Linked DNA regions of Mus musculus: regions 1, 2, 3, 4 and 6 are each linked to region 5. The links are chromatin contacts, called in public HiChIP or PLAC-seq and promoter capture Hi-C maps. All regions are on one chromosome and are shown on one strand. The core of a region is the stretch at or near the end of the contact, and the rest is flanking DNA. Distances in the headings are between cores, read along the strand shown. Region 1 holds the start of Sult1b1 (sulfotransferase family 1B, member 1). Region 2 holds the start of Ugt2a3 (UDP glucuronosyltransferase 2 family, polypeptide A3). Region 3 overlaps Stap1 (signal transducing adaptor family member 1). Region 4 holds the start of Sult1d1 (sulfotransferase family 1D, member 1). Region 5 holds the start of Ythdc1 (YTH domain containing 1). Region 6 overlaps Uba6 (ubiquitin-like modifier activating enzyme 6).

Region 1 (4,589 bases), core at 343-2,842, 730 kb before region 5:
TTCCTAGAATGAATTTTAGGTACTTTAATCTTAGGTTATGTCTCTACTTGAATGAAGATTTTGTATAAGTGAAAAAAGAATCTCCATAGCTTTTCCTGCGTGACTTACAGGCTTTTTGTTAGTCTATTCCATATTTTACAGGGAACACCATGTTTCAGCATATCTGGCTCAACAATACCAACCATTGATAGCTTTTCTGTCCTCTGTCCTCTATCTGTCCTATAATACTGAACTCAGAATTAACCATTCTGTCTGTTCAGTCAGCCTGGTAACTGATAGGTGGCAGAACTGCTCGTGCATGCCTTCCCTGGTGCGGTGGCTCTGTTCAGAACTGCGTGCATGGATTGTTCTCACGGTACACACTTCATTTACTGCTGTTAGAGTTTTCCTATGTGAGGAGCTTGAGGTCTAGGTGGAGAAGAAATAATTCCTTGACTTAAAAGAAATCCCCTCACAAAACAAAAAGACTCTTATATGCATGGGTTAAGTTACAGCTCTTTTAAAACACAGGGCTGAGCCCACAGTACATAAGCAGCATGAGTCAGTGAGCAGGCCAAAGTCCATTCCTGGTGGCCACTCCTCCTTTGTGATTCTGGACAGGATAGAGCTGCTTCCTCATTCCAAATACAAAATGAAAGGCACATCTTAAGACTGGGTAAAGAGGTGATTGGGGTGAAGAACTCTTGGAAGAGGGACTGGGAAGGGGGCACAACATTTGGAATGTAAATAAAACAACTTTTAAAAAGACTGGGTAAGGAATGGTGATAATGGGTAAAAAAAAAAAAAGCAATATATTTTCTTGACACTGAATCCACTTTCGTCAATTACATATCTATGAACTACATTGGTAGAGATTAATTAAAGTGACTTAGAATCATCTTTCTTAAATTTTAAGGCATTGCTTATTACAGAGAATTTCAGGATCTCATTAAAATGTAGATCCTAAGCCTAAATTGGGACCTGGATACCGTGATTTTCTAATAAGATCTCAGAAGAGACCAATAGCACAGGCATATGTACACAGACCAGAACTTACTTCTGATATGTCAGTTTATGTTATAAATATAAAACAGTACTAGAAGCTAAATTAAAAATTAAGACTTTATGGGTAACTTAATCAAATTAAAAAGAAATCAAAATACCTCTAATTCCAAGGTGCTCATATAGCTGAAGCCTACAGTTGCATGTGTGGGCATGCACAGAGATTTATAGCATCCTGCATCATTTCCTTAAGACTAGTGACAAAGAAACAATTCCTAGAAGAGGACAAAATGTATGCAGGGTTTTCAGTGTAAAACTCAGAATGACAATAAACTAACTCTAAAGTTACCTCCACTTACACTAAAATATCAGCTAAAGTGCTAATATTTTAGTGTAAATGGAGGGTTTTTTTTCTAGAATATATCTGTCTAAAATGATTTAATTTACTGAGGCATAATCCCCCTTCTCTTAAAAGCTTATTTTGAAAACCTTTGTTATGTTTTCATAGAAGCATTTTTTGCCCTTGCCAGTCTGTAGTGTTACACCCACAAGTTACCCTTCGTGTTTCCGTGTGTACTGTGATAAAGCCAAAGTTCACTTTGTATTATATAGTCTTAAGTTTAACACTTGTCACACAGAACCTGATTTTTACTCCTTCTATTCCTTCTGTTCAGCCTGCTGCAAAAATGAGTGCCTCAGAAGACGTTTGGAGAAAAGATCTGAAGATGATCCATGGCTACCCCATGATCTATGCTTTTGCACTCAATTGGGAAAGGATTGAAGAGTTCCAGAGCACACCAGGTGACATTGTAATAACCACTTACCCTAAATCAGGTGAGTCCTTCATCCTGAAAAATCCAGGTTTAATCTGCCTTTTTTGTCTTACATTTTTCTTTTATTCATGTGTATATGTATAGCTGTTTATATGTGGGGAACTTGTGTATGTGTGTGAGTGGCCACAGAAGTGAGATGAATCCTATCTTCAGAGCTGGTATGGGGACTGTGGAGGGACATGTTAGAATTTAGAGGGAGGGATGGGAGGGGCAAATGATGTCATGGTGTTGTCATCTCAAAAAGTATTTTTTTTTAAAATAACAAAAATGTTTCATGTTTACATGTGTGAGTTTCTCAAAGTGTAAATCATTAAATAATAACCAAACCATTAAGACAAAGAGACAAAGTTTGGAGCTAAGACGAAAGGATGGACTATCCAGAGACTACCCCACCTGGGGATCCATCCCATAATCAGCCACCAAACCCAGACACTATTGCATATGCCAGCAAGATTTTGCTGAAGGGACTCTGGTATAGCTGTCTCCTGAGAGGCTATGCCAATGCCTGGCAAATACAGAAGTGGATGCTCACACTCATCTATAAGATGGAATACAGGGCCCCTAAGGAGAACCTAGAGAAAGTACCCAAGGAGCTGAAGGGGTCTGCAACCCTATAGGTGGAACAACAATATGAACTAACCAGTACCCCCAGAGCTCATGTCTCTAGCTGCATATGTAGCAGAAGATGGCCTAGTCAGCCATCACTGGGAAGAGAGGCCCCTTGGTATTACAAACTTTATATGCCTCAGTTCAGGGGAACGCCAGAGCCAAGAAGTGGGAGTGGGTGGGTAGGGGAGCAGGGTGGGGGGAGAGTATGGGGGACTTTCAGGATAGCATTTGAAATGTAAATAAAGAAAATTTCTAATAAAAAAAAAAGACAAAGAATCTGATCATGGATTCTGTTACAGGTACTACTTGGCTTAGTGAGATTGTAGACATGGTTCTAAATGATGGAAATGTTGAAAAATGTAAGAGAGATGTTATCACCTCCAAAGTTCCAATGTTGGAACTGAGTGTTCCTGGAATAAGAATATCAGGTAAGATCAGATTATAATTCTTGCAAGAGTATGCTTACCTAACATTGTCCTATTTGTAATTTCAATTCAGAATTAGAAGAATAAAGAAAGAAAAAAGAAACAGAGCATAGGTGTTTGCATAATTGTAAAGAATTACTCACTGTAGTTATAGAATTATTAATAAAATGTGCATCATCTCATCAATGAATGCACACAAATATTGTAACATTAGAAAGTAAATTAACTTATATCAATTCTATAGCTCTCATAGAACCAAAGAATGAAACTGAACAAGATATAATCATAAGAAAGATTGCCTTAGATGGCACATTCAATTCTAGCTACACATAATTACAGCCCAAAGTTATACAGATATTTTGAGAAAAGATAATGTAGAAACATGAAGCATCATGTTAATGGGAAGTGTTAATGGATTGATGCATAAAAGACCTTAGGGCAACACATGGACTAAAGCAACAGTGGAGAAAAAGGAAGGAGTGGGGTGTGAAGCAACGTGAATCATATACTGTAGGATTAAATATAAAAATGTGAAATGCTTTAAAATTTTTTAAATTTTATTCTAAACATGCTAGGGAAGACGTTGAATGGATTTAGAATTTGGGAGTCAGTCATTGAGTGGCATTTTTGTTGTTTCAAATACAAAGTCTACATAGGTGGCTATGTGAGATTGAATTTGTATTGCTAGAGATATACTTTAGATTGACTGGCTGACAGATCACCTACAAAGTATGAGGAAATTGAAGAGTGAAGGGTGAGTCCAGAAGTTTTATTTAGGTCAACCAAGTGTTCTATGAAGCCATGGGTTTATTTGGAAACTTGGGAAGGGTGAATTTGGGTAAGGTTATTAATAATTCTGAATAAAATGTTAGATTTCAGGTATTGGATATTTTAAATAATCAATTGAAAGAGATTCATTTGGCAACTTTCAGCCTAATTAGACCTTGGAAGCAAGGCTATTGACCAACAAAAGTGTAATCAAAATATAATGGCTATCTATAAAAGTACCATCATGAAGAGTTTGAGATAGTAGAGATAACAAAACCGTTAAAGCTAGGAGGGACTAGAAATGCCTGGTCATACAGGCAACCGTAAAATGTCATTTTAAGGGAACCTATATAAGAACACAGGAGAGTGGGAGTCATCCTTCCCACACTTCAAATTAAACAGCAGAGTATAGATTCCCTTACTGCCCTGGAGAAGGCCTGTAGGAAGAAGGTTTGCAACTTCCAGAGGAAGGGATCTGTTGGTTCTTAACTGTGGTCTTTAGTAAAAGGTAAAATAAAAGCTTGAAAATTAACTATAGCTTTAAAGCCACAGAAAAATATAAAACCAAATAGTGTAGATATGGGAGTCTGAGATTACTGCTGAAGGCAGGGTTAAAGGTTCAGTCCGTTGCCATAGAGAGGTCTGTTGAAGTTTAACCAAGAGATGAAGGTGTACTTGGATCTACTCTAGAGCCAGTTGTGGATACCTGTGACAGCTTGATAAACTCCTAGAAGTCATAATTCATGATATAAAAGGCTAGTTTAAACCACCTCGCTTGGAAAAATGACTCTGAGACAGATGAAAATAAGAAATCTTTTTTTGAAATTTGAGGCAAGGATAAGGAAAAGTAGGCATAGGAAAGGCAGCCTAAGAATAACAGAGGGAAAGATGCCTATAGAAGATTACAACTTTCATTTCTCTGTACTAGGAAATGTGGCTGGAGCTGCCAGTTTGGAGACTTGAGATCTGATGT
Region 2 (4,653 bases), core at 2,071-4,570, 530 kb before region 5:
GAAGGTCTAAGAGGACCCTGCCCAAGAAGCTCTATTGCTTCTGTCACTCGCATGCTCTGCAGTGGTCTTGGGTGTGCTAGGGTTCCTGCAGCGTGGAGAGTCCTCTGAGATCCTAGACACCCTAGGCTGGGTTCAAGCAGAAGATGGCATGTCTGGCCCTGAATGGAAAGAATCCCAGTCTCTGGTCGGGCAGGGTTCCTTTGTCCCTGTTCCTGCTGGCACTAGACCCTCTGTGATTCTTTGGAGCTGATGGTGTGTTGCACTCACCCGTGATCCAGAGGCTATCTCAATGTCCTGCAGTGTGGAGAGTACTCTAGAGCCCCCTCTATGTGTTTTCTTCTGGTGTCCTTGACCTCTGGCTCCTACAATGCTTTCTGACCCCCTTCCTCAGGATTCCCTAAGCTTCCCCCTAGTGTTTGGCTGTGCATATCTGCATCTGTTTCCATCTATTGCTGGGTGAAGGCTCTCTGATGACAGTTGAGCTAGGCAAAAATCAATAAATATAGCAGAATATCACTATCAATCATTTCCTTGATGTCTTTTTTTTTCTGCCAGTGGTGTTTGATTCTATCCTTGGTCTCTAGACACTCCTGCCTCTGGTTCCTGGCCCTCTAGGCACTGTGAAGAACGGAGTCCCTATCATTGCATGGGTCTCATACTAGGCTAGACATTGGATGGTAGTTTCCACAATTTCTGTACCACTTTTTTTTTCTTTAAAACAATGTCAATTAATTCACTTTGCATCAATCATAAGAATTCTAATGCTATGTTCCATTCACAGACCAAGATTATATTCTTCTGACACATTTTCATAGAGATTTAAAATAAACTCACTCATAGCATAGAGTTCAATATTGTTCAGAGCCTCCTGTTTGGGGTTAGTTTCTTTTTGCATATTCTGTGATTTTTACAGTGAACTGAGAACTTTCAACTCAATTGTTCATAATTCTAACATCGTTTCTCGTTACTGTATGTTCTTCTATTCATTTTCTTTAGTAATCTCTATCTAGTTTCCTTCCTGAAACTCAGCTGGTATATCTCCTATCATTCCATACTTAATTTTAAAATATCACATTTTGTCACAGTTTTTAATGAGCTTAAGGTAAAAAGGTTAAACAAGAATATCCACTACAGATTCAATGCAATCCCCATCTAAATTCCAACTCAATTCTTCACAGAGTTAGAAAGGGTAATTTGCAAATTTATCTGGAATAACAAAAAAAAAAAAAAAAAAAAAAAACCAAGGATAGCAAAAACTCTTTTCAACAATAAAAGAACATCTCAGGGAAACACCATGCCTGACCTCAAGCTGTACTACAGAGCAATTATGATAAAAAACTGCATGGTACTGGTATAGCGACAGACAGGTAGATCAATGGAATAGAATTGAAGACCCAGAAATGAACCCTTGCACCTATAGTGACTTGATCTTTGACAAGGGAGCTAAAACCATCCAGTGGAAAAAAGAAAGTATTTTCAACAAATGATTTTGACACAACTGGTGACTATCATGTAGAAGAATGTGAATTGATCCATTCTTATCTCCTTGTACAAAGCTCAAGTTTAAGTGGATCAAGGAACTACTCATAAAACCAGAGAAACTTAATTTTATAGAGGAGAGAGTAGGGAAATGTCTCGAAGATATGGGCACAGGGGAAAAATTGCTAAACAGAACAGCAGTGGCATGTTCTGTAAGATCAAGAATCGACAAATGGGACCTCATAAAATTGCAAAGCTTCTGTAAGGCAAAAGACACTGTCAATAAGACAAAAAGGCCACCAACAGACTGGAAAGGAATTTTAGGAACCAATCCTAAAGCTGAAAGGTACTAATATTCACCATGTACAAAGAGCTCAAGAAGCTTGACTCCAGAAATTCAAATAACCCCATTAAAAAATGGGGTACAGAGCTAAACAAAGAATTCTCAACTGAGGAATACCGAATGACTGAGAAGCACCTGAAAAGAAAGTTCAACATCCTTAATCATCAGGGAAATGCAAATCAAAGCAACCCTGAGATTATACCTCACACCAGTCAGAATGGCTAGGATCAAAAATTCAGGTGACAGCAGATGCTGGCAAGGATGTGGAGAGAGAGGAACACTCCTCACTTGGTCACAGCAGGACTGCAAGCTTGTACAACTACTCTGGAAATCAGTATGGTGGTTCCTCAAAAAACTGGACATAGTAGCAATTCCTCTCTTGGGCATATACCCAGAAGATGTTCCAACTGGTAAGATGGACACATGCTCTACTATGTTCATAGCAGCCTTATTTTTAATAGCCAGAAGCTGGAAAGAACCCAGATGTCCTCAACAGAAGAATAGATACAGAAAATGTGGTACATTTACACAATGGATTACTACTCAGCTATTAAAAACAATGTATCTTTGAAATTCTTAGGCAAATGGATGTATCTGGAGGATATCATACTGAGTGAGGTAACCCAATCACAAAAGAAGTCACTTTATATGTACTCACTGATAAGTGGATATTAGCCTTGAAACTTAAAATACCCAAGATACAATTTGCAAAATGCAAGAAAATCGAGAAGAAGGAAGACCAACATGTGGATACTTCATTCTTCCTTAGAATAGGGAACGAAATACCCATGGAAGGAGTTACAGAGAAAAAGTTTGGAGGTGAGACAAAAGGATGGACGATCCAGATACTGCACTACCCGGGGATCCATCCCATAATCAGCCACCAAACGCAGACACTCTTGCATATGCCAGCAAGATTTTGCTGAAAGGACTCTGATATAGCTGTCTCGAGTGAGGGTATGTCAGTGCCTGGCAAATACAGAAGTGAATGCTCAGAGTCATCTATTGGATGCAACACAGGGCCCCCATGGAGGAGCTAGAGAAAGTACCCAAGGAGCTGAAGGGGTCTGCAACCCTATAGGTGGAACAACAATATGAACTAACCAGTAGCCCCAGAACTCGTGTCTCTAGCTGCATACGTAGCAAAAGATGGCCTAGTCACCCGAGGCCCCTTGGTCTTGCAAACTTTATATGCCCCAGTACAGGGTAACACCAGGGCCAAGAAGTGGGAATGGTTCGGTAGGGGAGCAGGGTGGGGGGAGGGTATAGGGGACTTTCAGAATAGCATTTGAAATGTAAATGAAAAAAATATCTAGTAAAAATTGAAAATAAAAAAGAATATCCAGCTATTCATAAGGAAATGGTTGTAATCTATATAATATTAGTCTATGGTGTTTTATTGGATAGAACTCTCTTGAGCTCCGTGTCTTTGTAAGTTTAAAAGTTAATAGTTAATTTCTTTCTTATCTAAATTATTACTCAACTGAACAAACCCTCAATCTTTGCGAAACAACTTGAGGAGGCACAATATGGTCTCTGAAAAATGTGTTGCGGCATTTTTTCTGCTGCAGCTTTGCTGGGCCGGCTGTGGATTCTGCAGCAAGGTCCTCGTGTGGCCCTGTGATATGAGCCACTGGCTGAATCTAAAGACTATTCTTGAGGAGCTTGGAGCAAGAGGGCACGAGGTAACAGTCCTGAAATACCCCAGTATCATCATAGATCAGAGTAAACGTATTCCACTGCACTTTGAGAATATTCCTTTGCTGTATGAAATCGAGACAGCTGAGAATCGTTTAAATGAGATTGCAAATCTAGCTGTGAATGTCATTCCAAACCTGTCACTGTGGGAAGCAGCAAAAACATTACAAGACTTCTTTCTTCAAGTAACTGGAGATTTTGAAAGTATTTGTAGGAGTGTATTGTACAACCAGAAATTCATGGACAAGCTACGGGATGCACAATATGATGTAGTGGTTATAGACCCTGTCGTTCCCTGTGGAGAGTTGGTGGCAGAAGTGCTTCAGATCCCTTTCGTATACACACTGAGGTTCAGCATGGGCTACTACATGGAGAAACACTGTGGCCAGCTTCCAATTCCACTCTCGTATGTACCGGTTGTCATGAGTGAGCTGACAGACAATATGACCTTCACAGAGAGGGTGAAAAATATGATGTTTTCACTGTTGTTTGAGTACTGGCTCCAGCAATATGACTTTGCATTCTGGGATCAGTTTTACAGTGAAACCCTAGGTAAGAGTTTTCATACTAAGCTAGTTGTTAAATGTTATTTTAATGCTTAGTAGATGTTTAAAAACAATAACAAGAATACATTTTATAAATTTTGACTTTCGTGTAAAACTCTACATGTGAAAGTAATAAATCACTTATAGATAAAGAATCAGAGAGGCAAAATGAAGTCCTTTTGCTATGTGGTTGTACTCATTAAACTGTTTAATAGTATTTCAAAATTTAAGAGCTCATTATCAGTTCTAAGAGAAGTGATCCACAAATAAATATCAATGGAATGCAACATGATTTTATTTGTTAGATACAAGGAGACAACTAATTCCAGGATGTGAAATGTACATTTTAAAAAATTGTGGGTCTCTTATTGGTAAACAATACACTACTGCAAAAATTAAAAAAAAAAAACTTTTGTGCTCGTAATGATATGAAATATAAATTAATTATATGAGAAATATTCAGTGTGCAATGCATGGTTTTGAATTTTATTACACAATTATTTGCAACCACCGATTATTGGTCTTATATTTATACCATTCTTCTGCTAATTGAGGTGCTTTTTATTTTTATACACGTCACAAATTAAG
Region 3 (4,413 bases), core at 226-2,725, 720 kb after region 5:
TATTCCAGAAAGATTTTGCTGAAAGGACCCTGTTATAGCTGTCTTGTGTGAGGCTATGCCAGTGCCTGGCAAATACAGAAGTGGATGCTCATAGTCATCTATAGGATGGAACACAGGGCCCCCAATGGAGAAGCTAGAGAAAGTACCCAAGGAGCTGAAGGGGTCTGCAACCCTATAGGTGGGACAACAATATGAACTAACCAGTACCCCCAGAGCTCATATATTCTAGCTGTATATGTAGCGGAAGATGGCCTAATTGGCCATCATTTGGGAAGAGAGGCCCCTTGGTATTGCAAACTTTATATGCCCAGTACAGGGGAATGCCAGGGCCAAGAAGAGGGAGTGGGTTGGTGGGGAGCAGGGCAGAGGGAGGGTATAGGGAACTTTCGGGATAGCATTTGAAATGTATATAAATAAAATATCTAAATAAATAAATAAATAAAAACTTCCCTTTTTTTTTTTTTTTGTCTTTTCGAGACAGGGTTTCTCTGTGTAGCCCTGGCTGTCCTGGAACTCACTTTGTAGACCAGGCTGGTCTCGAACTCAGAAATCCGTCTACCGCTGGGCATAGTGATGCTAGTGATGCACGCCTTTAATCCCAGCACTCGGGAGGCAGAGGCAGGCAGATTTCTGAGTTCGAGGCCAGCCTGGTCTACAGAATGAGTTCCAGGACAGCCAGGGCTACACAGAGAAACCCTGTCTTGAAAATGCCCCCCCCCCAAAAAAAAAGAAATCTGCCTGCCTCTGCCTCCAAGTGCTGGGATTAAAGGCATGTGCCACCACTGTCCCCTGTTTTATAATGCATGTTATATTCAGTGAAATGTAATCATCATAGAAAATTTTGACAGAGTATATAATATATCCAAAGTGTTATCAGCAACTATCTTTGAGTGTAGCGACAAGAATTAATTTTAATCTTCTCTTTATTTATCTGCAATAGACATATTATATTCTTCTTGGAACAAAAGAAAAAGAAACAGTCCATGTGACTTTTATTTTATGAATTGATCCCCTGTCTAGTTTGAGCTGGCAGCATTGATTAGCAGGTTCCAGTGGACTAGGCATCTGAACATAATGTCATGAAAAAAACCAGGATGTGTTTTAATGGCAAGAGCATCAAAATCCCCAAAGGAGAAGGCCCATAATATGTTCCTCAAGAAAGAAGACGTATAGGATGCTTCAGAATCCAGGTACTGTCCTAGTACCTTTTAAAAAATGCTTTACACAAAGCTTTCCTCAGAAGGCAAGTTCAATGCTCACTGATCAACCAACTGAATACAATATTCTAAGAATTTAAAAATATTTGGTATACATGATGATAAATCATCCAGTTATAGAGTCTCACATATCTATGCCATTTCCTTCCTTCTTCATAGCAACTTTAATTTAGGTTTGAGCTCCGGAAGGAGATCTATTTAGTCTACATGTGTGGGTGGAAGGGGATTTCCTCTGTGGTAAGAGTTAGTTCAAATGCACACAACGTTGATCATGACATAAGAGAGGAAGTGTGGCAGGGCTCACAATTGGTCCCCAAGATATTTAGCATCCCTGCTGGCAACACGTTCAGGTAGGTAGTGCTACCTGGTAACTAGCAATTAGTCTTAACTGAATGAATAAACGAGTCAACTATGCACTTACTCAGGCAGTGGGTTCAGTACATCCGCATAGTCTTGTACTGGCTCCTTCTCTTTCTCCGGAGGCATAAGAGGCAGCTGATCTGTCTCAATCCTTCTTTTCTTTTCTCTCTCTAAGACTTCGTGCAGTCTAATCACTTGCCCAGGTAGAAGTGACACATGCTGAGGAACTGTCAACTGAAACCAGTTAAAACAGTAGGCAAACTAAAGCTGCAACCAAATAGCATACTGGCTTTAGTATAGAGGACCTTGTTGGCCACAAGGAGTTGTAGTGACTTAGTATCCATTCTCAAAGACAAATGGACAGAACAATAAGAAGATTCCAGTCTAACTTGGGCATTACAGTACTGCCCCTATATCAACTAGAACCTGCACAGAGGTTTGCTTGGTTGTTTGCAGAACTGGTTGGTTGATGAGCTGGTTGGTGGGCTGATTGTTTGGTGGACTGGTTGGTTGGTTAACTGGTTGGTTGGTTGGTTTATTTAGGTTATTTTGTTTTGTTTTGTATGTTTTCTTTCCATACCGTCCCTCTATGTGGTCCTGGCTGTCCTAGAACTCACTCTGTACATCAGATCAGTAATCAAACTCACAGAGATTGACCAGGTGCTGGGATTAAAGGTGTGTTACCAACATGCCTAGCTGAGATCATAGTTGATCTGGTCTTAGGTAAAAGTAAACATACTTTTTACTGTGAGCTAAGTAGCAACCAATCTCTCAATTTTTTTCTTTCTTCCTTCCTTCCTTCCTTCCTTCCTTCCTTCCTTCCTTTCTTTCTTTCTTTCTTTCTTTCTTTCTTTCTTTCTCTCTTTCTCCCTTTTAATTTTTTTGGTTTTTCAAGACAGGGTCTCTCTGTGTAGCCCTGGCTGTTCTGCTCTGTAGACCAGGTATTTGCCACCAACACACAGCTAATCTCTCATTTCTCATTCTAAACTCACATACCTTTGTAATGCCCAAGAAGTTTAGTATCGCCAGGAGATACCTTATTTTCCTACAAGTTAACTTGGAAAAGCCCCACATTATTCTGAGAACGTGGGTTTGAGGTGAGCAGGTTTACACTGCTGGGGGTTCACTCCATTTCTAGCCATCCATTCATATTTAAACATGTTGATATTGCTCTTCATGTTAGTTTCGTTGTTCTCTAGAAATGTGTTTTGAATTCCATTATCCATGTAGAAATGTGTTTTGAATTCCATTATCCATGTAAAGTCTTGTGAATTGCATTCACATCTCAAAATTTAGTTGGGAACAACCTGTGCTTTCTGGGGAAGTATGATACAACAGTTTTCTACCTGTGACCTTAGCTAGCTAGTCAGTATTTGCGGACAGCCATGTCTGGTTTATAATTTGGCCACCAGAGGAGAATGAACATTCATCAGGTAACATTCAAGAGAATCCATGTGAGTAGAAAACTTCACTTTCAATTTTCAATTTAGCTAACCCCCCCCCTCTCTCTCTCGTGTGTGTGTGTGTGTGTGTGTGTGTGTGTTGTCTAGTCCCATGCTCTTGGGACTCAGGAATGAGGAATGTCAAATAAAGCAACGGGGCAGCTCGTGCTCCTTGGGCTCCTCTGCTAAAGGCCTAAGAATGTTAGGGTAGTTGCTTCCCTTGATACTGCCTTTTCTAGCAGTGTGGTTTTGATTGAGTCACCCGAACATGTCCTACTAAATTGCTCTCAGACGCAAGTCTAGTTCCTCATTATGCTCCCCTGGAGCAATAGTCAGAATAGTGGAACATTTTAACAAATGATGTATTCACACGCAGCAAGTTGATGCTCTGCCCTAAATATGTATCAAGCAGAAAATCATAGACGAAGTAGATCTCCCTCAGCCCTTGCTCACCAATATTATTTCAGAACAGTTATCACAAGGTGAAGTGGGCTGTGTTTAGTAAAATTATTATTATTATTATTATTAATTATTATTATTTTCAAGACAGGGTTTCTCTGTGTAGCTCTGGCTGTCCTAGAACTCACTCTGTAGTCCAGTCTGGCCTCGAACTCAGAAATCCGCCTGCCTTTGCCCTCTCAAGTGCTGGGATTAAAGGCATGTGGCACCACTGCCCAGACTAACATTTGCATTCTTGACCCACCAGATACAATGAGATAAAAAATTATGACTTTCAGAAATAAAAGCATGGATTTCTATCTGCCTTTTCTAGTTTCTACATCCCAGCCACTTTAATGTACACAGCGGCAGTAGGTGTTAGCAACTATTTTACAACTAGATGATGAATCAGCAGACATTAATGATCTTCTGCTGGACGTGGTGACTCACAGTGGAAATCTTATCACCTGGGAGGTCGAGACAGGAGAATCATAAGTTTGTGACCACCATGGGCTATTGACACCTTGTCTCAGCAAAAGAAGCAGATGGCCCCCTTACCTCTGTTACTGTAAGAATGAAGCCCCTCCATTCTTCTCCACTTTCTGTGTTTTCTGTCTAGAGATGAAAACAAACATAAAGCAGAAAATACATAATTAACGGATGATCTGTACTAACTTTGAATAACAAGAATTTCACAGGATTATTTGCTGACAAAGTGGGTTCGCCATCAAAGGCTAGCAAGATCTCGAGGCAGAGAGGTGGTTCTGTGGGTAAATCATTTGCCACATGAGTGTGAAGGCCACAGTTTGAACCTCTGGAACCAAATAAAATGCCAGGTACACGTGGCAGCTTAACTGTCATCCATGCACCTAGGAGGTGAAGACAGAGGATCTCTAGGGCAAGCTGGCTGGCTACATGGGTCAAATTGGGAAGCCATGAGGTCCATGCGAAAGGTG
Region 4 (5,017 bases), core at 549-3,048, 760 kb before region 5:
TTGCTGTCTCCTGGTTCCTGCCTTGAGTTCCTGTTCTGACTTCATTGGGTTACTACAAGTTCTAAGAAAAAAATAAATCCTTTTCTTTCTAAGTTGCTTTTGGTCCTGGTGCTTTATTACAGCCCTATCAATTCTAAGAAATTCTCTGAGTCCCTTAAATTATAGACACATGAATGAAACTATCCGTCAAGGTGCCAAAAGCTGGAAGGGCTAACTACAGATATCCACATATGGGAATTATCTCAAATGTTAGCATTTGACAGAAAAAAAAAGTAAATGAAAATAAGATATATTCAAACAGATTATATGGTTAAATTAAATAAGAATACTTTCCATCTAGCATTGCCTTGATATATATTGGTGTTTTATGCCTATCAATTTTGGTAACACTTTGTAATTATTGTTTTCAATATTATTGAAATATATATTGTTTATTTGTAGTAATAAAATACATTATTTAGTTACCTGCATGGTTTGTGCTGTGATTCAATTATAGAGACAGCATTTTCTCTTTCATTATTCTTTGGATGTTTTAGATCTTTATTAATTATGCAATACAATACTGTGGTAAAGTGGTCAATTGGAGTACAGAACACCTGAACTTAGTTCTTCTGTGTGTCAATACCTGTTATGTAAATGTCCTTTACTGCTTGTACTACCAGCCTTCTAATCTCCAGTTAGAACTATTCCATATTCATCTCAATTCAGTTTTATTCATTTTCTACAACTGATAGAATTTTATTATTTTGTAAAGCTTAATAGCATTCCATTGTATATACACATGCATGTACACACAATTTGTTTTGTTTAATGATGTTGAACATCTAGGTTGATTCTGTATTTATCTCTACTGCAAATAAAACTCTATCAAACACATTAATATGGCTAGTTTTTTAATGTGCTAGTGTTTTTTCCTTGGGATATATATATATATATATATATATATATCCTGGACATATATCTTTTATATTTTCCATACTGACTATATTAATTTAGATTTCCCACAGACTACAAGTATTTAAATGTATTTTCCTCTATATCCTCTCTGGCATTATATTTTGTGTTTGTGAAAATAGGCGAAATAAGTAGAATAGGATGGCTGGTATTCCAGAGTATTTCATAACAATATTTTCCTAACGGAAATCTAATGTAGTTGGACGAAACTTGATTTTTTTTCTTACATATAAAATCAATTGTCAAACCAGTGTGATTGAAACATTTTGTCACAGGGATGAGCCACTAAAGGTTGCATGAAAAGTGAGGGTAATGACTGTCTTACTTTAAATTTACATAAACTAACTTTCACAAATGCTATCTCATTTTTTTTATAATTTAGCTACCATTTTAATAAATTGCTTTCTGACAAATATTCTAGAAATATAAGAATATTCTAATCATGTACTCGTTTTCTTGTTTCTACCACAGTGGTTTATTAAAACATGTAATCTGTTCTTCAAAGAACATTAGCATTACTAAGAACATAACATTAGAAATGAAAGAAACTTGAGTGATCATTTTTAATATTTACTTTTTGACAAATAATATAAATCAGATCCATGCAAAAGATTTATGTACTAGGAATATAACACTGTCTAAGAGAATAATGTGTTGATTGTCGTGAGTTTGATATTTATTTTGATTTCTATGGGACAAAAAAAAACATCTTTAGGTTTAACACAGTTCACCAGTAGGTTCAGGAGACTATAGTCCACTGATCAGTTAATAATTGACTAAGAGTAGCTGTTAACAACACGCAAAACATGGAGGTGTGCCTAAAGTCTTATAATTATCACCCTGGGGAGTTTATACTCATGGGGCATTTTCAGTAGGTAAACAGGGGAGCGGCCTTAGGGAAATGAACATTGTTCATCATTTCTTAAGCTTACCACAACTTAATTTCTTTCTCACATTACGTTGTGAGCTACCCAGGGACATCATCCTTTTAAAGACTTTTCGGTTCTGATTCTTCATCTGAGAAAACTCATTTAAAGCTCCGAGAATTTAAAGGTAAGATAAACTTGGTTGTGTTTCTTCCATAAATATATCAGCTGTGACTTTTTAAGGTGTAGATTTTGAAAATATGGATTATTAAATTTATATGTAATACTTAAAAGATCGAAAAATTATAAAACATCCTTTTGTGATCTAAGAAAGTCCTTGTTCTGTGTTCTGTGATTGTCAGATACTGATCAAATCACAGATATTCCACAAGGTTTAAAGAGCAGTACCTAAATTATCTTATGATAATTTCATACTTAGAAATCACTCTAAATGAAATATCACTTTCTATATAATCAAGTAGAGCATAAGATATTACTTAAATTATTAGTAAGGTAGGCTTATATTTTCTAAATTATCTCATATGCTTTTTAATATACTGTATTTAATATGTGTGTGAAGCTCATTATTATGGAATACAATGAGTAAAATCAACCTCGTTGAGACAGTTTATTCTTCCCCAGATTCTTAACAGAAATTCATACCATTTCACCTTTGTTTTTCCTTTGCCAAGAGCCTTGGCATAACTTGGAGTTTCTCTTGTAATACTTTGTATTATTTGTTGTTCCAAGTCTTATAATACAAATTTAAAATAGTTAACATTACAGGACCTACACTTACCTTGCTCTAACCAAATTCTGTCATTTGTTGAAAGCAAGTACTTTTGGGAGGATTTCCAAAGAATACTTAATATTTCCTTGTTATTTTGCTCCTTAGCTAAAATGAGATAGTTGGAATTGACACATAAGAACCTTGTATGAACTGAATAATACACTATATATATTTTAAAGAATTCCAATTGTGCATGTTTATGACCTAGGCTCTTCATACATATTATGTTTGTATAGCTTAATGTTCTTATTGATCTTCTAACCGTGGGAGCAGGATTGTTTCTGACTTTTTTGTTTGCTTTGTTGACCCTTTTTCTCCTATTGGGTTGTTTTCTCCAGCCTTAATATGAGGGGAGGTTTCTAGTGTTATTGGAGCGTGATATGTCTTGATTAGTTCATATCCCTGGGAGGCCTGCCCTTTTCAGAAGTGAAATGAAGGAGTGGATCTGGGCTGAAAACTAGGATGAGCCTGGGAGGGAAGGATGAAGGGGGAAACTATGGTTAGGATGGAATGTATGATAGAAGAATAAAAGTTATTTTATTCTTTTTTTTCCTGGAGTCTTCCACTGCAATTAGGCTTCACCAATAGCTTCAGAAAGGCTCTCTTCATGGTGCCAAGCCTCAACTCCTTTTCATGACCCCATTTGTCCTGGGTGAGGTTGTACCTTCACCAATGGCCTATCCTGTCCTCTCAAAACCTACACTCACAGTGACACACTTCCCCCAATAAAGTCACACCCACTCCAACAAGGCCACACCTCCTAATAATGCCACTTACTCCCTGGGATGAGCATATTCAAACTACTACAGTACTAATTCCTAGGGATCTCTTAGAAAGCTTAATATTGGTACTGCTTGTTAGGCAGTTGTTCGGAATTCTCTTTAAAGAGTAATACAACTCCTCAGTTTAGCTAGAATTTAAAGCTAGATTTTTGAGGAAATAACAGAATCCCTCAGCTCATGCTAAATTGGAGGCAGGAGTATGATTAATGGTAGATTTCAAGTTCTTCCCTTACCCATAACAGGTAAGAGAAAAAAGAGAGGTGCCTTCCTTCATCTAGAATCCTGTTGAAAAAAGTAAAACAGGGTCATCATCATGAGTGTTTCAAAGTTTAGGAAAAGATGTGCAATGCATCCTCAATAGCCTAACCTTAAGCTTATTTTCTTTCTTTTATCCTTTTGTTGTTGTTTGTTCTTGATATTTTATTTTAGTTCTCCCTTTCCTTGCTTCCCACCAAACCCTCCCTTATACTCATCCCTGCTGTCCTTCAAATCCACTGCCACTCATTCTACCAATTGTTATTGCATGTATTTGTATGACTAGGTAAGTCAATATAATGTTACTTGCATGTATGTATTTAGGGCTGACCAGTTGACACTGGACAATCACTGTGATCTTCCCAGGGAAGGCCCACTTCTCTCATTCCTAGTTTTACTCAACAGCCTATAGTTCTTTGTGTAGGGATGAGGACCTGCGAGCCTTTCCCTGTGCATTTGGCATGTTCATTGGTGTTTTATTTAAGATTTCTATTTTCTCTGTTAAATCTTGCTCATAACCCACATATACATTTTCTCTTAATTTGTAGCCTGTCAGGTCTAATTTAAACAATTTACCAGTTTACCTTGAAATTTAAAGGAAGGGCATTGTAATTTAGGCCATCTTTTGTTATTGATCTAAGGAGAACTATGTCATTCTGGGACTTAGAATGGACTGATAGCCCCATTTCTTACAGTGTTCTCCTAAATTCAAGTGTTGCACCTTTTCTGTACATCTTGAAAATATTTACTTTAGCATATGCTATTGATATACAAATGAGGTATAGTAATATGCTGTGTATGAATGGTATGGATGAAAATAAATGTTTATCTGTCCAGTTTATTTTCTTGCCTTGATAATAACACACTTAATCTGAATTCATATCTCTGAACTTTGAAAAATGATCTTACTATTGAATTAGGAACATTTTAAAATTGATAAATGATACCCTTTGTTAAAATATAGTCTCCCCAAATGGATAACAAACTGGATGTCTTCAGGAGGGAGTTAGTGGATGTTGAAGGTATCCCTCTCTTTTGGAGCATTGCTGAGCATTGGTCCCAAGTAGAGTCATTTGAAGCCCGGCCTGATGACATTTTGATCTCCACATATCCCAAATCTGGTAAGAACTTTTAATTTATTCATGATAGACAGTTAGACAATAATAATCCATATTCACGAACCTAAATGTCTGCAGATATTTGTCCAGCCTAAGCTGAGTTTTTCTAACATTAAAGAAGCCTTGTGGCTTGCTGGGGCATTGTTGCCTCAGATTACATAGCTTCATATTCACGTCTGAAGTACCAGCAGGTATCATATGAATTTACTTAAACCCACAGTCAGTCAAACTTCCTAAGTAATAAATACATTA
Region 5 (4,520 bases), core at 399-2,898:
TAAGTCATAAATCTTATCCTGCCAATCAAAGGTTGAAAGGATCTTCAGGTTTTTTTTTTTTTTTTTACAACTGACTTTATATAATAAGATAGTCCTTTATTCACTATCAGAATTCTTCCTTCACAGTCCTTCAGAATGTCTCGAGGAACAGGTTTAGTTTCAGAATAAAAAATAAACTGCAATGTGTGCATCGAGAATTGCTTCAACTGGGCAGTGATGGCACATGCCTTGCACTCAGGAGGCAGAAGCAGGCAGATCTCTCAAGTTTGAGGCCAGCCTGTCTGCAAATCAAGTTCCAGAACAGGCAGGGCTACATGGAAACCATGTCCCTAAGGGGGGGGGGGGGGGGAGGATGCTTATGACAAAGACAGATCTTTAAACATATTCCCACTCAAGACAGACCAGAAAAGTGGAAAAAAGCTTTAATGACTGTTCAGCCCACTTAACAAATCTCCACCTCAAATTTAATGAGCCACAAGCAGAGATTTGTGAAATGCAGGGCAGCAAGTGTGCACTATTTTCTTCTAAGACTGTCGCGATAGTCCCAGAGCTGAGAACTCTCTCAAGACTGCATCCCATCTAGACGAGTATCTTCTATGGTCTGGATCCTATACTGGCATCTGTGGTCTCTATATAGTATTTCAGAAGAAATGACATTTTATCAACTAAAATGTTTTCTTTTTATCTTTCCAAGTCTCTCTAGCCTCCACCTACGTATTCCTCGCTGAATCTTTTGAGAACTCTGCACTATTCTGGGAGATCCGTTGCTAGGACTTTTGGAAGAAGGGGCATGGGTGTTTGTTTGTTTGTTTGTTTTTTTCCTAATATCTTTCTTTCCAAAGTAAATACTCGAGGAATAAAAGAAGCGATTCTTAGCTTATCCAAAAGATCAGTGAGAAGCTACTTACAGGTATTTCTCATGATTAATAATCCACCTGAATGAATTAAACTAGTCTACTCACTAGTCTAACAATGCTAACTGTGACGTTATTTTCGAAAAAAGTCAACCAAAAAGACGACAGTTCAGAAAAATACGCATTACATCCGCATAATCCGGCCAGGAAACGTGCCCGGGGGCAAGTTCCTCAAAGCAAGCCCTCTCCCAACCGCTCCCGGGAGTGACGAGAGAAGCAAAGCCCTGGTCGAGGTGGGAGCCGCCGCAGAGACGAGGACGCCGGGCCCAGCAGGCCAGGCCTCGCAAGGAGCGGGTCACGATGCGGCCGCCTGCTCTGCGCGAGGCCCTAACCTCCCGCCTCGCCCGCAGGCCGCGGCTCCTAGGTCCCCTCGCCCGGCCGCCCCGAGGCCCCGTCCTCCACACTCACCTTTCTCCTCCCGGCTGTCGGCCGCCATGGCTGCCCTCCGGCTTCCGCCGCCGCCACCGCCGCCGCCGGGACGCGAGTCGCGCGGGCGCCGCAGACGCGGCCGCAGGCGCACGAGTCCGTCCGTCAGTCCGTCCGGCGGGCCGCGCGCTTCGACCTGACCTGCTCCACTCAGCTTCCTACGCGCAACCCTTCCTCCCGTGCTCTGGTTCTCTTCCCGCCTGGCTCTCTGGCCTCGGTCGGCGCGGGCTTCAGCCTTCCTGTTGGGGTTCGGCCACCACAGAGACAAGGGGGAGGAGAGAGACACAGATGGCGACGCCGGGCGGCGCTAAAATGGAGCCTGCTTCCTGCGCGAAACAATCCCGCTCCCGAAATGCCTTGCGCTGTTTACGCTCTGTGCCTCTCGCGGAACGTCACAGTGCGGGGAACCGGGGCGGGGGCGGAGGCGGGGACGGGGACTGGAGCGAGAAGCGGGACGTAAGAGGGCGTGACTTCGGCACGTCGTCCCGCCCCGCGCGCAAACTTGACGTCCAGGGAACCGCCCTCGTTCCAGAGGATAATCGGTATTTAGGCTTCTCTGCTGTGCTTCCTACAGCTCAAGGATGCAGACATCTCACCAGAAACGTTTGGAAGGCCTTGAATGGTTAGTGTGAGACACCATCAGAAAGGGTGTTATGTCTTTCTTTGGTTTTACGAGACAGGGTTTCTCTGTGTGGCCCTGGCTGTCCTGGAACTCACTCTGTAGACCAGGCTGGCCTCGAACTCAGAAATCCGCCTGCCTATGCCTCCCAAGTGCTGAGATTAAAGGCATAAACCACCACTGCCCGGCTATGTCTTTTTTATATATTTAATTTTCTTTTATTTGATTAGTAGTGTCTACTACTTCTTTTTAAATATTGTTCTAGGACCAGGGGTTAAGAATAGCTTTATTGTTGGGTGGTATTTGGGCTCATCTTTAATCCCAGCACTGGAGAGGCAGAGGCAGAGGCAGAGGCAGGAGGATCCCTGTGAGTTCGAGGCCATCCTGGCATACAGATTGAGTTCCAAGACACCCATGGCTACACAGAAACCCTGCTTCAAAAATAAACAAACAAATGTGTTCTCCCTCAAAGGAAGTCTGAGTTTATCTTCTAGTTAAGGCAGCCAAGGTTTGAGTAAACAAATTGAAAGTTGTGCTGACGCCAGGAGTGGTGGTGCACACCTTGAAACCCAGCATTCTGAAAGCAGAGGCAGGGGAATCTCTGAGTTAGAGCCCAGCCTGGTCTATAGAGTGAACAGTACTGGGATAGCCAGGGCTACAGTGAAACCTTAGCTCAAAAGAAAAACAAACAAAAAAAAATGGAAAGGAAGAAAAAAGACAAAAGGGAAAAAGAAAATTGTGAACTTTATTAAAAAAAAAAAAAGCTAGCTAGAAAAGGGTGATGCATACCTTTAATCCTCCCATTAGGGAGGAGGCAAGCAGATATCTGAGTTCAAGAACAGCCTGGTCTACAAAGCAAGATCCAAGACAGCCAGGGCTACACAGAGAAACCTTGACTTGGAAAACAGAGAGAGAGACAGACAGACAGACAGACAGACAGTTGCTATAGTGATAAGACCCCTTTTTATGGAGAAAAGCTAGTACAGAGGCCCTCCTGTGGAGGTGAAGACTGATGGTAAAAGATAAGAGACAATAACAAATAAGCACTAATTGTCTTCGGAAAGCACATACAAAGACTTTATGAAGATCTGAGGGGCATTCCAGTAACCAGGAATGGAGGTGAATGAAGATCTGCGGGGCATTCCAGTAACCAGGAATGGAGGTGAATGAAGATCTGCGGGGCATTCCAGTAACCAGGAATGGAGGTGAATGAAGATCTGCGGGGCATTCCAGTAACCAGGAATGGAGGTGAATGAAGATCTGAGGGGCATTCGAGTAGCCAGGAATGGAGGTGAATGAAGATCTGCGGGGCATTCCAGTAACCAGGAATGGAGGTGAATGAAGATCTGCGGGGCATTCCAGTAACCAGGAATGGAGGTGAATGAGAAGACAAGTACTGAGATGATGTTTGACAAAAGTCACTGCCCACTGGTGGTGGCATCACATGCCTTTAATCCAAGCACTTGGGAAGCTGAAGCGCAGATCTCTTGGATTTTAGGCCTGCGTAGTCTAAAAGCAAGTTCCAGGACAGCCAGGGCTACACAGAAAAACCAAACCAAACAAACAGTAGTACGAGATCTTCAGGGAAAATAACTTGGAGTAAGCCTACTGAAAGGTAGGAAGTGAAAACACCCTGGATACTCCAAAGAACCATCCTATAGAATGTAAAAGCAAGTCTACACACGTAGACTTGTAGTTTGAGCTGCTTGTCAGAATCCCTTGGATGATAGTAGAAGACCAGCCAGTCACATTTACCACTTTTGGTTTTATTTCTTGGGAAAGCCTCACTTTCTCAAAAAGTATATTCTTGACTCTCTAGAATTCCATGACCCTCATGCGTCCACCTCACAAGAGCCGGTACATCCTAGCATACTGGGGTTTATAACACTTGGATAGAGAGAAACGATCACTTATTCTGTCTTTCCCATTCAAATTGTAACTTAGAGGTACCAAAATAAGTAACTGGTAATGCCAATGTGCCATAGTCAAAGAGCCATACAACTAAGACATCACCATTTTGCAATCACTAATGAAATAAACATCACTGCAACTAGCTATGTGTAATACATTATATGTACATATAGTAATTAAATAAAACTGGGTGTGGTGGCAGAGGCCTTTAATCCTAGCATGGAGGAGACAGAGGCAGGCAGATCTCTGAGGCCAGCATGGTCTACATAGTAAGTTTCAGGGCAGCTAGGGCTACACAGGGAAACCCAGTCTTAAATAAACAAAAGACAACAGTAGAAAATCAGATGCTAGGTGCCTCCTCGTATTAGGACTTCTATCTATGGTGACTCGTTGTATTGTCAATTTGACTAGACTCTGAATTATCTAGATTGGTGAGGCACACTTGGGTGTTGTAAGTTATGGTATCTGCTCAGAAGCCCCAAGACCAAATTCTCAACAAAAAGGAGATATTTACTTGCCTCAGAAGAGCAGAGGTTAAGAGATAGAGGATGTGGAAGAAGGAAAAGGGGACAAGAGAGAGGGTGCAGGGGTATTTGTCCTGGAAGAGAAAGGACTGCCTGTAGATAGAAAACAGATGTGGCTTATAGGCA
Region 6 (5,133 bases), core at 1,797-4,296, 690 kb after region 5:
AGTTCAGCATGCAGAAATCCTGAGGTCCCAGAGTGAGTTACGGAAGAGTACTTGCTTTTGAACACTCAGAGGCAGTTGGACAGGGTCAGGGAAGAAGATGGGGGGTCCCTATCCTCCCAAAGCAGAACTGAGGGCAACAGAGAAGCATCCAGATAGAGAGCCTGTCAGTTTCCCTCCAGTGCTCCCTCCACAGGACTCTTGTTAGCCTCCACGCAGAGTAGGAATTCTCAATATTGTAAGTAATTGCGAATCATCATTATGAGCACTTGTTACGCTGTACTGTATTGGTACTCTAAAGTTAGAGTCCATTATCAATCCCTGTATTGATTGGTTTTAGGTTGCTTTAGTTTTGTGTTGTGTTGTGTTATAGTTTGAAAATAGGATGAAATGGTGAAATAATTTTGTTTACTATATATGGAATAGGCTGGACATATTGAATCTATTCCATTTTAATTTAATTTAATTCCAATTAAAATGCCGATCTAATAGAGAATTATAGAATGTGTAAAAAAAATCATTTGTTGCTTTTTTAGATATCTGTACAGGTTAATTAATTTCAATAATGCCATATGTGGGCTGGCTCAGAATTTTCCATGAAAGGATTACTTTGTTACATGTTTTAGAATATATTTATTTTTAAAAATGCTTTCAAAAACCACTTGCAAAGCTAAAACAAAAAATGAATTTGGATAATAATTACTTTCTCTAACATTTTCAAATTCAGATGATTAATATATTTGGGCACAAAATTTCAAAATGATGTTAATACAAATAAATTAATATACTACTAAATTTTATCTAAGAGAATAAAATAATTACATTTTTTGTGGTATTTACCCAAGCTACTTACTTGTGTTAAAACTTCATGTTGTACCAACCAAGTTTGTATATTTTTGTAACTTTTTTTATGTTTTAACTAAAGTATATGAAAAGAAAAGAAAGAAAGAAAAACATCTTTGAAGTTCTTTTTAAAATACATTGATGGGGTTGGGGACTTAGCTCAGTGGTAGAGTGCTTGCCCCTGGGTTCAGTCCTCAGCTCTGGTAGAAAAAAAAAAAGACAAAATAAAATACATTGAATGTTCCTTAGAATTTAAAAATATAATAGTAAATTACTAAAATGAAAATTATGAAAAAATAAAAAAATAAACTTTACTAAAAATATACAGGTCAGTTAAATAAGAAATGTATGTTGTTGCAATCATACATTTACATACTATTTACAGAGAAATGCTTGAACCTTGGAAAACAGCAAGACCAATTACGTTCCCAAGTAGTTTAGACTCTTCAGATAATCAGATCACCTCTCTTATCTAGGTTGCTTTGGAGATGATCAAGGTAGCTGGTGGCTATCCCTTCGACGCTTACAAAAACTGTTTCCTTAATTTAGCCATTCCAATAATAGTGTTTACAGAGACATCTGAAGTAAGAAAAACTGAAATCAGGTATGTATGAAAGTTTGTTTTGCTGAAATAACAAGAAAGAAAGAAAGTATTCTGCCTTTAAAAAGGAAACATACTGGGTTTCATCTCTATTTCTTCTTGTCTTTGCTAATCCTTCCTACTATTTCAGGACCCAGCCAAACCTCATGTTGATAAATTATCTCCAAGTAGACTAGCCAAAGAATTCTCAGAGCAGTTGATTTGCCACACCACTTAGCATTATACTTGGTTCCTAACTTAGATAATTTTAAAACCATTCTTGTCTGGTTATAGTCCTGTCTAACTGTGAAACTTACAATGTAATCCTATACATTTATTACAACAGAAAACAATTCCTTGAGGTTTTGTTTTTGACATTTCAGGTTGAACACAGCCAGAAATGCCAGTAGAAGAATCTTATCAGGAAGAGCTAATCCATATTATGCTCATACATTACTTACAAGAACAGAAAATACTGTTATCCATTCAAAGTAAAGTGAGGTGCTATGTTTCTGACTTTTACATAACATTCGCACACATGCCAAGTCACATATAAGCCAAGATAATCATTGTAGCATGTTTATGACATGCAGTGATTTGAGTAATTAGATTGTTCAATTATCAATGGCTAGAAATCTGCACTTTGAAACCCCTACAACTACTTAAAAAGAAAGGGATACATGCATGTACATACATAAACATAGACACACACAGAGAGAAAGAAACACCATATAGCATAGCTATATACCTATATAGTGTGTAAGACATGAAAACAAAACGATTGTATGAATGGAAGGAGGGGATCAGAAGGAAACGAAGGAGAGTCAGAGACATTAGTAAAAAAGCAATGGTATATGTGCATGAAACTGTACTAAACTCATTACTTTGTGTGAACTAAAGAAGTATTGAAGAGAAAATGAGGGTACTTTGTAATACATACTTGAAATGAGTCACTGCAAAAAATATACTAAACACAGATAAAAGTGGTTACCTATATATATTGACTATTTTAGAAATTGTAAACCCCACCACCATAGCATTAATTTCTAAATAATAAATTATGGACTGCAGGAAATGTATTACTACTAATGGAAATTTTAATATTTGTGTTTTTTATATACTCTGCAACAGAAATGGAATATCATTTACAATTTGGGACAGATGGACTGTACATGGAAAAGAAGATTTCACCCTCTCAGATTTCATAAATGCTGTCAAAGTAGGATATTTTCATTTCCTTCATTTAATTAGTACCTTGAAGTCTAGGGTTTCTGTGTAATGTGCCTCCTAATATATGGAATCTCTAGTATGTCCTTGAAGCTATAATAGTTCTAAATTCTTTATCAGGTTCGCTCCTGTATATACTTACGTAGTATAGTTTACAAATAAGATGTTACAAGAATAACAAGAGTATTATAGTAGAATGTAATGACAAAATTTCTTTCAAGATTGCTTACCTTACTTTACAGTAGTTTTTGTTTTTTGTTTTTTTTTTTTCAAGACAGGGTTTCTCTGTGTAGCTCTGGCTATTCTGGAACTCACCCTGTAGACCAGGCTGGCCTCTGCCTCCCAATCAGAGCCTCTGATATTTTGTTTTCTTCCCTCTGACATTGAGAACTCTCTACTTTCTAAGGAAGCACTTTCGGTTTCCCTTTGGCGTGGCTGAATTGTCAGTCTCGTTGCACATTGTGCCTTCTATCAAGTCAGTGATTCTCAACCGTCCTAATGCTGCAACCCTTTAATATAGTTCCTCGTGTTGTGGTGACCCCTAGCCTTGAAATTATTTTTGTTGCTACTGCATAGCTGTATTTTGCTACTGTTATGAATCATAATGTAAATATCTGTTTTCAATGGTCTTATGTGACCACTGTGAAAGGGTCACATGATACCCAAGGGGCCACGACTCACAGGTTGAAAAGTGCTGTATTTTGAAACAGAGCTTACTTAAAAACACTAGCACTAGAGAAGTCATTCAAGTAATAAAGACAGCTACTAAAGCAACTGGTAGGTCGAACATGCGAGTGTACTGGACCAACAATTGCTTCACAGGCTGGGTATGTTAGAGGACAGCGTCAGACTTTACCACCCTGCCTAGAATGGCATCCAGTTCAGTGTTAACATGTTTGTTCTAAGGGCTGAGTCTGCAGCTTAGTGGAAGAGCATGTGGCTGACACACATCTAGCCCCTAGGTGCAGCCTCCAATACTGGGGATGCACATAAGTTGTTTAGTTCTGAGATTTTCCATATTTTTAGGCTCTGGTTAACTGAGAAAAGTGAAACCACAGATAACCACTATAGTTTTTAACCTGTAAAGCTGTTGGAAGGTCTAGCTAATATTTGTATAAACCTGCCCTGTTTTTGGTAGCTATAAAACATTTTTACCTGTGTCCCTTGGACGAAGCTTTGATTGTTTCCTTTGATGTTTACTTCTAGGAAAACTATGGAATTGAGCCGACAATGGTGGTGCAGGGAGTCAAAATGCTTTATGTCCCTGTAATGCCAGGTCATGCAAAAAGGCTAAAGTTAACGTAAGTATTTAACGTACGTGCAGAAGAGTGAGGAGAATCAGCATGTCATTTCTATTCACACTGGAAAGAAAAGCTACTGGAATTTATATAAAAAGATTAGTCATCACCTAATCTCAACACATGCAGTTTCCCCATTCACTATTCTTGAATTCATGGTGGCTCACAACCATCTGTAATGGGATCTGATGCCCTCTTTTGGTGTGTCTGAAGACAGCAACAGTGTACTCATATACATAAAATAAGTAATATCTTTTAAAAAAAGAAAAAGATCTTTGCTCCATATGGAATTAATTGATTTTTTTTTAAGAAAAAAAGGATCTAATTCCATTCTTCATCCACTTTCTGAAGCTATTTGTTATAAAGAAGTTATCTTTTCTCCAGTATGTGGTTTTGGCATCCTTTTCAAAAATGATGTGGCTATAGATGCTTATAACTGGTTCCTCTAGTCTCTTCTTCTGATATACATGTCTGCTGCTGTGCCATTTTTATTTTGATGGCTCTGTGGTATAACTTCAAAACAAGTATTGTGATATCGCCACTTTATTTATTTATTTATTTATTTATTTATTTATTTGCTGCCTAATATTACTTGCCTCTTCAGGGCCTTTTATATTTCCATATGAACTTCAAAACAAGTATTGTGATATCGCCACTTTATTTACTTATTTACTTATGTATTTATTTATTTGCTGCCTAGTATTACTTGCCTCTTCAGGGCCTTTTATATTTCCATATGCATTTTAAAGTTTTTTTCCTTTCTTCCTTCCTTCCTTCCTTCCTTCCTTCCTTCCTTCCTTCCTTTCTTCTTTCTTTCTCTCTCTCTCTCTCTCTCTCTCTCTCTCTCTCTCTCTCTCTCTCTCTCTCTCTCTCTCTCTCTCTGTGTGTCTCTGTCTCTCTCTCTCTGTCTCTCTCTCTGAAAAATGGTCTTAGGATTTTGTTGGGAATTGCATTGAGCCTGTAGATTACTTTTGATAGGATGATCGTGCTCACAGTTGATTCTTGAACATAGGAGGTTCTCTGAATTCTGAAAGATCTCTGATTTCCTTTTCCAGTGTTTTAAAGTTTTCATTGTAAAGGTCTCACTTCCTTGGTTTTGTTTATTCTAGGGTATTCTGTAGTTTTGTGAACGAAAGTGTTTCCTTTGCTTGCTTCTCAGTATGTTATCATAGAAAGGCTGATGATTTT

Evidence for each region. Promoter capture Hi-C pulls out the DNA fragments that hold promoters and counts their contacts. HiChIP or PLAC-seq counts read pairs in DNA pulled down with a chosen protein or histone mark.
Region 1: a contact with region 5 is called in an H3K27ac HiChIP or PLAC-seq map of extraembryonic endoderm stem cells, with 4 times the contacts expected there. The contact joins the promoter of Sult1b1 here to the promoter of Ythdc1 in region 5. A contact is called at or near these places in 3 of 39 promoter capture datasets (liver and stem cell-derived epiblast-like cells) and 2 of 115 datasets of contacts at active chromatin or transcription factors (epiblast stem cells and extraembryonic endoderm stem cells).
Region 2: a promoter capture Hi-C map of liver shows a contact between it and region 5. The contact joins the promoter of Ugt2a3 here to the promoter of Ythdc1 in region 5. A contact is called at or near these places in 2 of 39 promoter capture datasets (both in liver).
Region 3: a promoter capture Hi-C map of the HPC-7 cell line shows a contact between it and region 5. The contact joins the enhancer-like site here to the promoter of Ythdc1 in region 5. A contact is called at or near these places in 11 of 39 promoter capture datasets (the C10 cell line, the HPC-7 cell line, cranial neural crest and 8 more), 8 of 484 Hi-C or Micro-C datasets (B cells, CD4 T cells, CD8 T cells and 4 more), 6 of 115 datasets of contacts at active chromatin or transcription factors (bone marrow-derived dendritic cells, bone marrow-derived macrophages, memory CD8 T cells and 3 more) and 2 of 9 other capture datasets (adipose tissue and liver).
Region 4: a contact with region 5 is called in a promoter capture Hi-C map of liver, with 2.8 times the contacts expected there. The contact joins the promoter of Sult1d1 here to the promoter of Ythdc1 in region 5. A contact is called at or near these places in 2 of 39 promoter capture datasets (cranial neural crest and liver) and 1 of 484 Hi-C or Micro-C datasets (olfactory sensory neurons).
Region 6: a contact with region 5 is called in a promoter capture Hi-C map of pre-B cells. The contact joins the enhancer-like site here to the promoter of Ythdc1 in region 5. A contact is called at or near these places in 8 of 39 promoter capture datasets (the 3T3-L1 cell line, cranial neural crest, hippocampal neurons and 3 more), 2 of 484 Hi-C or Micro-C datasets (bone marrow-derived macrophages and brain), 8 of 115 datasets of contacts at active chromatin or transcription factors (the NIH/3T3 cell line, effector CD8 T cells, embryonic stem cells and 4 more) and 2 of 9 other capture datasets (adipose tissue and liver).

What each region holds. Positions count from the first base shown.
Region 1 is chr5:87,532,163-87,536,751 of GRCm38.p6, reverse strand. It overlaps Sult1b1 (sulfotransferase family 1B, member 1), which reads left to right and starts at 1,592. Exons shown (of 7, transcript NM_001382837.1): 1 at 1,592-1,815; 2 at 2,723-2,851. The coding sequence starts at 1,668.
Region 2 is chr5:87,335,862-87,340,514 of GRCm38.p6, reverse strand. Ugt2a3 (UDP glucuronosyltransferase 2 family, polypeptide A3) reads left to right here and starts at 3,320. Exons shown (of 6, transcript NM_028094.3): 1 at 3,320-4,072. The coding sequence starts at 3,352.
Region 3 is chr5:86,084,048-86,088,460 of GRCm38.p6, reverse strand. Stap1 (signal transducing adaptor family member 1) reads right to left here. Exons shown (of 9, transcript NM_019992.4): 4 at 4,016-4,072; 5 at 1,639-1,811. Among named protein-coding and RNA genes, the nearest start is that of Gm24524, 6.5 kb to the right of the region's middle. Within about 2 kb of position 1,475, at least 99 of the 459 cell types and tissues checked have an H3K27ac peak or open chromatin away from gene starts, as enhancers often do. A contact at or near this core is called in B cells, CD8 T cells, the HPC-7 cell line and 9 more, where this site is marked.
Region 4 is chr5:87,565,787-87,570,803 of GRCm38.p6, reverse strand. Sult1d1 (sulfotransferase family 1D, member 1) reads left to right here and starts at 1,798. Exons shown (of 8, transcript NM_016771.3): 1 at 1,798-2,007; 2 at 4,612-4,768. The coding sequence starts at 4,621.
Region 5 is chr5:86,801,394-86,805,913 of GRCm38.p6, reverse strand. Ythdc1 (YTH domain containing 1) reads right to left here and starts at 1,648. Exons shown (of 17, transcript NM_001347375.1): 1 at 1,323-1,648. The coding sequence starts at 1,350.
Region 6 is chr5:86,116,839-86,121,971 of GRCm38.p6, reverse strand. It overlaps Uba6 (ubiquitin-like modifier activating enzyme 6), which reads left to right. Exons shown (of 33, transcript NM_172712.2): 30 at 1,317-1,444; 31 at 2,552-2,639; 32 at 3,854-3,948. Among named protein-coding and RNA genes, the nearest start is that of Gm24524, 40 kb to the right of the region's middle. Within about 2 kb of position 3,046, at least 28 of the 459 cell types and tissues checked have an H3K27ac peak or open chromatin away from gene starts, as enhancers often do. A contact at or near this core is called in bone marrow-derived macrophages and pre-B cells, where this site is marked.